Linked DNA regions of Pan troglodytes: region 2 is linked to region 1. The links are chromatin contacts, called in public Hi-C maps. All regions are on one chromosome and are shown on one strand. The core of a region is the stretch at or near the end of the contact, and the rest is flanking DNA. Distances in the headings are between cores, read along the strand shown. Region 1 overlaps KIF1B (kinesin family member 1B). Region 2 holds the start of KIF1B (kinesin family member 1B).

Evidence for each region. A called contact is a pair of places that touch in the nucleus more often than the background predicts.
Region 2: a contact with region 1 is called in a Hi-C map of stem cell-derived neural progenitor cells, with 3 times the contacts expected there. The contact joins the promoter of KIF1B here to the enhancer-like site in region 1. A contact is called at or near these places in 1 of 7 Hi-C or Micro-C datasets (stem cell-derived neural progenitor cells) and 1 of 1 datasets of contacts at active chromatin or transcription factors (stem cell-derived excitatory neurons).

The regions. Positions count from the first base shown.
Region 1 is chr1:221,656,887-221,660,508 of NHGRI_mPanTro3-v2.0_pri, forward strand. KIF1B (kinesin family member 1B) reads right to left here. Exons shown (of 47, transcript NM_001374455.1): 30 at 2,424-2,514; 31 at 120-238. Among named protein-coding and RNA genes, the nearest start is that of PGD, 59 kb to the left of the region's middle. Within about 2 kb of position 2,290, at least 8 of the 24 cell types and tissues checked have an H3K27ac peak or open chromatin away from gene starts, as enhancers often do. A contact at or near this core is called in stem cell-derived neural progenitor cells, where this site is marked.
Region 2 is chr1:221,787,229-221,791,005 of NHGRI_mPanTro3-v2.0_pri, forward strand. KIF1B (kinesin family member 1B) reads right to left here and starts at 1,418. Exons shown (of 47, transcript NM_001374455.1): 1 at 1,246-1,418.

The DNA of each region.
Region 1 (3,622 bases), core at 1,040-3,539:
GTAATATAGAATACTTATTTAGTTATCTTAATCCCTCAAAAGATTTCTTCCTTTCCAGCAATTGAGAAACTAAAAATCAAAACAATACCATCAAAAATGTTTGCTTATCTGGTCCAAACCTGTTAAGCTCCTGTCCTTGCAGATGAAGTGGGTGCTGCTGATAATGCCCAAAGACTTCAAATACAATAGGCTTGGTTTTGATGTAATCCACAAATGATTCAGTGATCTCCACTGCAATCTAAAGCCAAGCAAGATTAGGAAAAGATTACAAGAAAATACACATTTTTGCTTCAATCAGAACTTTAGTACTGTATTTTGGGGTGTTTTTTTTTTGAGGCAAGGTCTTGCTCTGTAGCACGCAAACAAGGCTCATGCGGCCTCACCCTCCCGGGCTCAAGCAATCCCCCTGCCTCAGCCTCCGGAGTAGCTAGGACTACAGACATGCACCACCATGCCTGGCTAATTTAAAACAATTTTTTGTAGAGACAGTATCTCACTATGTTTCCCAGACTGGTCTTGAACTCATGTGCTGAACTGATCCTTCTGCCTCAGCTCCCAAAGTGCTGGATTACAGGCATGAGCCACTATGCCTGGCCCAATTTTACTGCTGCTGAGTGTCCAGTATCTGCTGGGTATTTTACTATGCAGGCCTCTTGCAACAAAAAACAGGGGATCCCCTATGTTGTTTTTAATTCTAAAGTAACTTTCGCCAGCTTCAGGTATTCAAGATCTTCCATACTTTGCCTCAACTGATCTTGGCCCCTGTTGTCCTTCCCACACTTACTATTCTGGCTCACTCACTCACCTGCTGCTCCTTTCACCTGCTCTCTCCTCAGCTGTGCCGAGGACTGGCCCAGGCTGCAACCCTGCCTGGAAGGCCCTTCCAGCACATCCATGCATGTACTGACTATGGCCTATGTGCCAGGCACAATGCCAAGTTTGACACACCTTTTCTTGCTTATACTACATCCTTCAGGGAGCTTCCTATTCCCTTTCTCCACCCAACTATCCTCCCCAACAAGAAGTAATTTAAAATAGCTTTCCATTAATAGAAATAACTTTCCCTTTCTCCACTCCCACTGCATTTAGTGAATATTTTCTCATGTTCATCTTTGCATGACTGGTGTTTATGTATGCATTTTATTTCCCCTATCATGATTCGAAGCTCACTGGGAGCATCTGAGATTCATCTGCATTCCCCAGTTGTCAGGCACAATCCTTGTGCACAGCAGCTGATCAAAGTTTATCAGATACATGCTTGCTTATATTTATACCAACATGAAAAAGAAGATGGCATATTTTGTGTTTGCTTGTTCCATCTTTGAAGTTCTCCTTTCCTCTCTTACTTTAGATAGCAGACATGGTTAGCAAGAGAATGAGAGACAGTTTCATGTAGTAGTGAATATCCTGAATACCAGAGCTACATTTCTCTGAGCTTAAGTCCTATCTCTGCCTCTTGTAACACTGATGAGTAACTTTATTTTTATTATTACTTTTTTATTTTTTTTGAGATGGGAGTCTCGCTTTCTTGCCCAGGCTGGAGTGCAGTGGCACAATCTCAACTCACTGCAACCCCCCCATCCTGGGTTCAAGCAATTCTCGTGTCTCAGATGGGATTTCACCATGTTGGCCAGGCTGGTCACAAACTCCTGACATCAAGTGATCCACCTGCCTCGGCCTCCCAGAGTGCCGGGACAGGTGTGAGCCACTGTGCCCAGCCTGATGAGTGACTTTAATTGCTCTATGCTTCAGTCATCTCAGCTAACACAGGGATTATCTTAATCTATGGTATAAAGGTAAAGATTAAATTACACAAAAACTCTCAGAACAGTGACTAACACAAAATAAACTCTCAGTGAATATTAGCTATTGTGATGAGGATAATGACTTTGGAATAGAGTTTGAATGAAATTTCACATAAGAGAGGGAAGGGTCTGTTTTCTTACTCCACGTTGGAATACAGTTGTAAAGGGCATTAATGTGTTAATTATACTATCAGTTGCAAGGAAAACAGATCTAAATCTTAATTTAGCTACAGAAGGTATTTGATATTTTTTGTTATTTGCAATCGAGCAACATAAGTATCTTAGGGTTTAAAGGACAATGCATTCACTTTAATAAAACTCTTATTAAGCATGCTTATTTTTCTAGGACAGAAACACTAAAACAACTCATTGCATTCAAACTGATGGAAGATTTTATTGGCAGACGAACCCACATTCACTAGGCCCATTGTAATACAGACAAGAAGGCTTGCTGCTCAGGCCACTGTGGATGACCTCACCACTCTAGCCACGCCCTCTATTGTCTACTCTCCCCCTGCACAGCCAGTGACTTGTACCTCTTCTTATCACCCTTCCTGGGCTGAGAAAGCCAAGGTACCAGAAAAACATATGTTTGGCAAAAAGGTCCATGTCACTTACATTCTGCACATGATAAAAGGCCAGGGGACTTCCTCTGCCATTGTTTTTGAGGGGCTCCGTGGAGAATGCTTCATCATGGCGATGCAAAAAGCTTCATAAAAAAAATAAAAAGACTCGTGAACAATGCATTAAACGGTTTTATCAGAATCTGTTTCAAGAGCCCAATGTGGATCCTATAGAAAGAAGCATTCCACTTAAGCAGATTCTTTAAGTTATTTACATTCCTTGTCAAGAACCTTTTCCATATTGCACAGAGGGCATTTTAGATTTTATTTCAAAAATGACTGAAAAATTAACTGACCCTGATCACTTAGCTATATGGAGGTATATGCAAGAATGCTTTAGAGAGAGTGAAGAAGTACATTCAATTAACTCCTCTTCCTTTGTAAAAGCTTTTTACTAAAAATAAAAACAATGTCATTTTGTACAGACAAAATTTAGCAGACTCAAGCTTCCACAGTTAGTGCGAGAGCCTGTGGATGGCATAGTTACCTAAGAGTCTGTTGTGGATTCAAATGTCACCTCTTCCAGGCAGCCTTTCCTGACTTACCCTGACAGTTTTGTGTTCCCACATTACTAGTAATGTTTTTTTCCTTAATAGCAATGATTTCACTGTAATAATGTATTTATATGCCTCTCTCCCCCAGACAGCAAGCGTTTTCCCACAGGTCTCGACACACGGAAGATACTCTGGAAAGATTTGTTAAAACAATGGGCTATATTTAGTTATTTTCACAGATAGTGAGATGTTATCGTTTTCTCTCTCTCTCTCCCTATTATTAGTCTGAAATAAAAAGAACTGCACAGTTAAAGAGGACCCAACACAAAGATTTACTGCCAGATAGAAAAATCCATCAGAAGGACACCCCTTCCATCAAGAAAAAATGGAGAAAAAGAAACTATTTTCAATTGGGGGGACAGACAGACTGGTAGTATGAACTTGTTGTCTTCCAAATTAGTTCACCCGTCTGAGAACACTAGCATGCTTTTGCCAAGTGCTCCAAATCCCTGATTCCTGTATTGCTGGCACTGCAGCACTCTTGGGGTTCCCTGACGACAGGTGAACTCATTCACAGTGCTCTGCAGCCATACCTTCCCGGCACAGGCCAGAGGAGCGACTATAAAAACACAGGACGCCTTTGAGGCTGCTTTCAACAGAAGCAACATGCCCTTTTCCCCAGAGCTAACACCAGGTAGAG
Region 2 (3,777 bases), core at 168-2,667, 130 kb after region 1:
GAATGTTCAATGGTGGCAGAACAGCTGCTCAGAGCAGTAAGAGATATGAGCAAGGGATCTGTTGACAATCTAATTTCAGCTACCTCGAGATTCCACAAAGATGACAGCCTGCGTCCTCAGAAATGCCGCCACTAGCCTCGCCCACTATCAGAATACTCTGGTTTACTTCTTCTCTGCAAGTTGAGCGACTCTGAAAATCTATCCATCCAATGCTCTACGGCTACTCGAGGCCTCCATACTGATACAGTGGCCTTAGCAATTCTCAGATCGGCCTATGCACATGTAAAGCATCAGCAGGCCTTTCACAGCCCCCGCACTGGACGCAGAAGATGAATAGAGAAACACGGAATTTCACCCCAACAAGAATGGAATCTTGAAGGCAGTTTACCTTGGAAGCTCATTTAGCAATCAAGGAAAAAAAAAAGGGATCTGGAAGCTCCATTCTGGCGTTAGGGGCGGGAATGTTTTGTGTTGCATGAACAATGACTAGCTTGCTCAAGCAGCCTCCCAACCCCCACAACTTGGCTTCTGGTCTGGCCAGTCACCCTGAAAGCTGCCAGGGCTGTCACTCGGTGCCTTCCAACAACTGGACTTGGCTCCTAAAGGATTTGTCAGATCATCCTCCCAATATGGCTGCCCGAGTAATCCCAGTCGGCTGAACGCCGAGACCACACCAGCCTTCCTCACACCTGGCCAGCATCCAACAAGCCCCCTCCCTTCCTATCGCACCCCTCTTTCCAGGCCTCGAGCCCTCGGCTCCCCCAGCGCCAAGCGATGACCTTTCCTATCGCCATCTGGCAAAGGGCATAACCACATTCCCAGCCGAAGCCCGATGCCCACCACAAAGGAGGAAAGGGGAGAGGGAAAATGAGAAACCATGGCTTCAAACGAAGCACAGCCGCCCCCCGGGCTGCAACGTGCGCGGAGCCCAGGGAACGGCCAGGCAGCGGCGGCTCTGGAGAGCGCTGGGCACAGCCGCGGCCTGGCAGCGCGGGGGAAACGGAGGGCCGGTGCAGGGCACTGCGGGGGCCCCAGCCGACCGCTGGACGCCGGCCCGGGACTCGCTGCTGGCCTAGGGAGGGGTGCCCTCCCCCGAGGGCGAGGCTCCCGCACCCGGCGCCCGTCCCGCGCTACCTCCCCTCAGACCCCGCCCGGACCCCGGCCCGGCCGCTCCTCCCCGCGGAAGCGGCCCCCTCCCCAACCCCGCGGCCGCGGCGCCAACCGCGGCCAGCCCCGCCGCCTTACCTCAGCCGCGCTGCAGACCGACGGGCGGACCGGGTCAACAGGAGCCGCGGCGCGCGGGGGCGCGGGGGGCCGGGCACCGACGCACCTCAGCGCGAGCAGCGGCCGCCGCGAGCCGCAGGGCGCCGCTCCGCAGCCCCATCACGCAGCAGCCCGGCACCGCATCGAGGTGGGAGGTGGGAGGTGGGCGGTGGGCGGTGGACAGGAGTGCGGGAGGCCAGGGCGCGGCGACGGCCGGCGGTGACAGCTGCGGAGGACGGGGAGCTGCTCCGACGCGCGCGGGCGCCTCCCAGGACCGCTGCCGTCACACTGCCCCGCTTCGGCCCTCGCGAAACTCCGCCCGCAGTCGCCGGCGCGGGACACCGCCCCGAGCTGGGCCGCAGCGCGTCACCTCGTATCCGCCCCGGCGCCCGCGACGGACACGGGCTGTGACCAATCACAGCACAGAGCTCGGGGCGGCCAGCCAATCGTAGGGTGAGCCGGGGAGTGGGGCTGCTGCGGGGGGCTGCAGGAACATCGAGCGCCCCCTGGTGGCCCTCGGGCCGGCTCAGCGAGGGGTGCGGGTTGGCCAAAGCCGGAGCCCGGAGTTCCCTCCCGGGTGACCCCCAAGGGCATTCGTCGGAATCAGCCGCCCCCAGCCACCCCGATAATCCGCCTTATACGGGGACAAAAGATTGACTGAGTGGAGCGGGGCGGGGCCCAGGGGTCCTGACGCCCGCAGAGGAGCTGGGATCAACATGGGAGGCGCCGAGAGTGGAATCATTGTCCGTCGGAAAACATCTCGCAGGCGGAACCGGCCGAACGCGGCGCGGTGGGAGCGGAACCCCGAGAAGGGATGAGCGCATCCCGCGGGAAGCTGCCTGGCCTATTCTTACAGAACCCGAGCAAAACACCTCCCACGCGCGACCTCGGGAGAGAAGGCGGAATGAGTAATGGAAAAGCATGACTTGGTGGGCATTCCACTTGTCTCCTTGGGAGACCGCGGAAGGGCTGTGAGGAGAGGAACAAACGCTTTACACCGTCCCTGAGTTAATGAGCCCAGCCCCCTTCTGGGAGATGCCCTTGAAGGAGGGAGAGTGGAAGTTAGAAACCCGGAGGACACAAAAGCACGAGCAGTGATTTCTTTAAAATCAGATTTAGATTCAGCTGGAAAGAAAAATCTCATTGTTCAGAAACTGTTCAATTCAGTACTTAATAAAATATAATCTTCAGTGATAATATATTCAATTATCAGGCCCAGACCGAGCACTATTACTTTATAAGGTTGTGAATTATTTTTATTTACTAGCAGACATTGAAAGTAAAATCACATGTCTTCCCCTGAATTAAATACAGTATTATTATGAGTAAAAGGTATTATGTACAAGCATATGCACTAAAACATCGAAATTAATTTTCTACACTAATAATTCTGGAAAATCTCCACCACCACTCAAGTCCTCAGACTCTTCATCCGCTTTTATTGATCACGTCTCATTTTATAGAATTTAAACTCCACCTACCTGCAAAAGGATTTGACATAGCTTACACTAAAGCATACAGCAGTGAAACCGTATAGCTTTAAAATAGGCGTAAAATTCATAATAATGAAACAAGCAAGAGACTTTTTAAAAGCTGTTTGAATGAGAGGCATGCCTAGAAAGAAAAATTTTTTTGTTTTGTTTTGAGACAGAGTTTTACTCTCGCCCAGGCTGAGCTCAGTGGCACGATGTCAAATCTCTGCAACCTCCGCCTCCCAGGTTCAAGCGATTCTCCTGCCTCAGCCTCCCGAGTAGCTGGGATTACAGGTGCCTGCCACCACGCCCGGCTAATTTTTGTATTTTTAGTAGAGACGGTGTTTCACTATGTTGGTCAGGTTGGTGTTGAACTCCTGACCTCAGGTGATCCACCTGTCTCAGCCTCTCAAAGTGCTGGGATTACAGGAATGAGCCACCGCGCCCGGCCAGAAAAACAGTATTTTAAAAATCCATAGTCAAGGAAATATGTTGCCACTGAGCACAGAACTCAGCTCTTAGCTTCCTGACGGCTAAGAGTAAAATGAAACTATAGTAGGTTAATAAAGAGGAACTCATCAATTCAACAGTAGACACCACTTCATCATAGCGTGGACCTCCTTGCGTAAGTACTGTGGTGAGCGCCATGGAGAGTTACAAAAACCTGGGTGGCTGTATTGCTTGAGCTCTCAATGGAGCACAATCTAAAAAGAATCTAAAACGTAGTGAAGAACCAGGCGCGGTGGCTCACAACAGTAATCCCAACACTTTGGGAGGCCGAGGTGGGTGGATCACTTGAGGTCAGGAGTTCGAGACCAGCCTGACCAACATGGCAAAACCCCATCTCTACTAAAAAATACAAAAATTAGCCAGGCGTGGTGGGCACGCCTGTAATACCAGCTACTTGGGAACCTGAGGCAGGAGAATCACTTGAACCCGGGAGGTGGACGAGGCGGCAGTTGCAGTGAGCTGAGATCCTACCACTGAACTCCAGCCTGGGAGATAGAGTGAGACTCTGTGTCAACAAAAAATAAAATAAAAT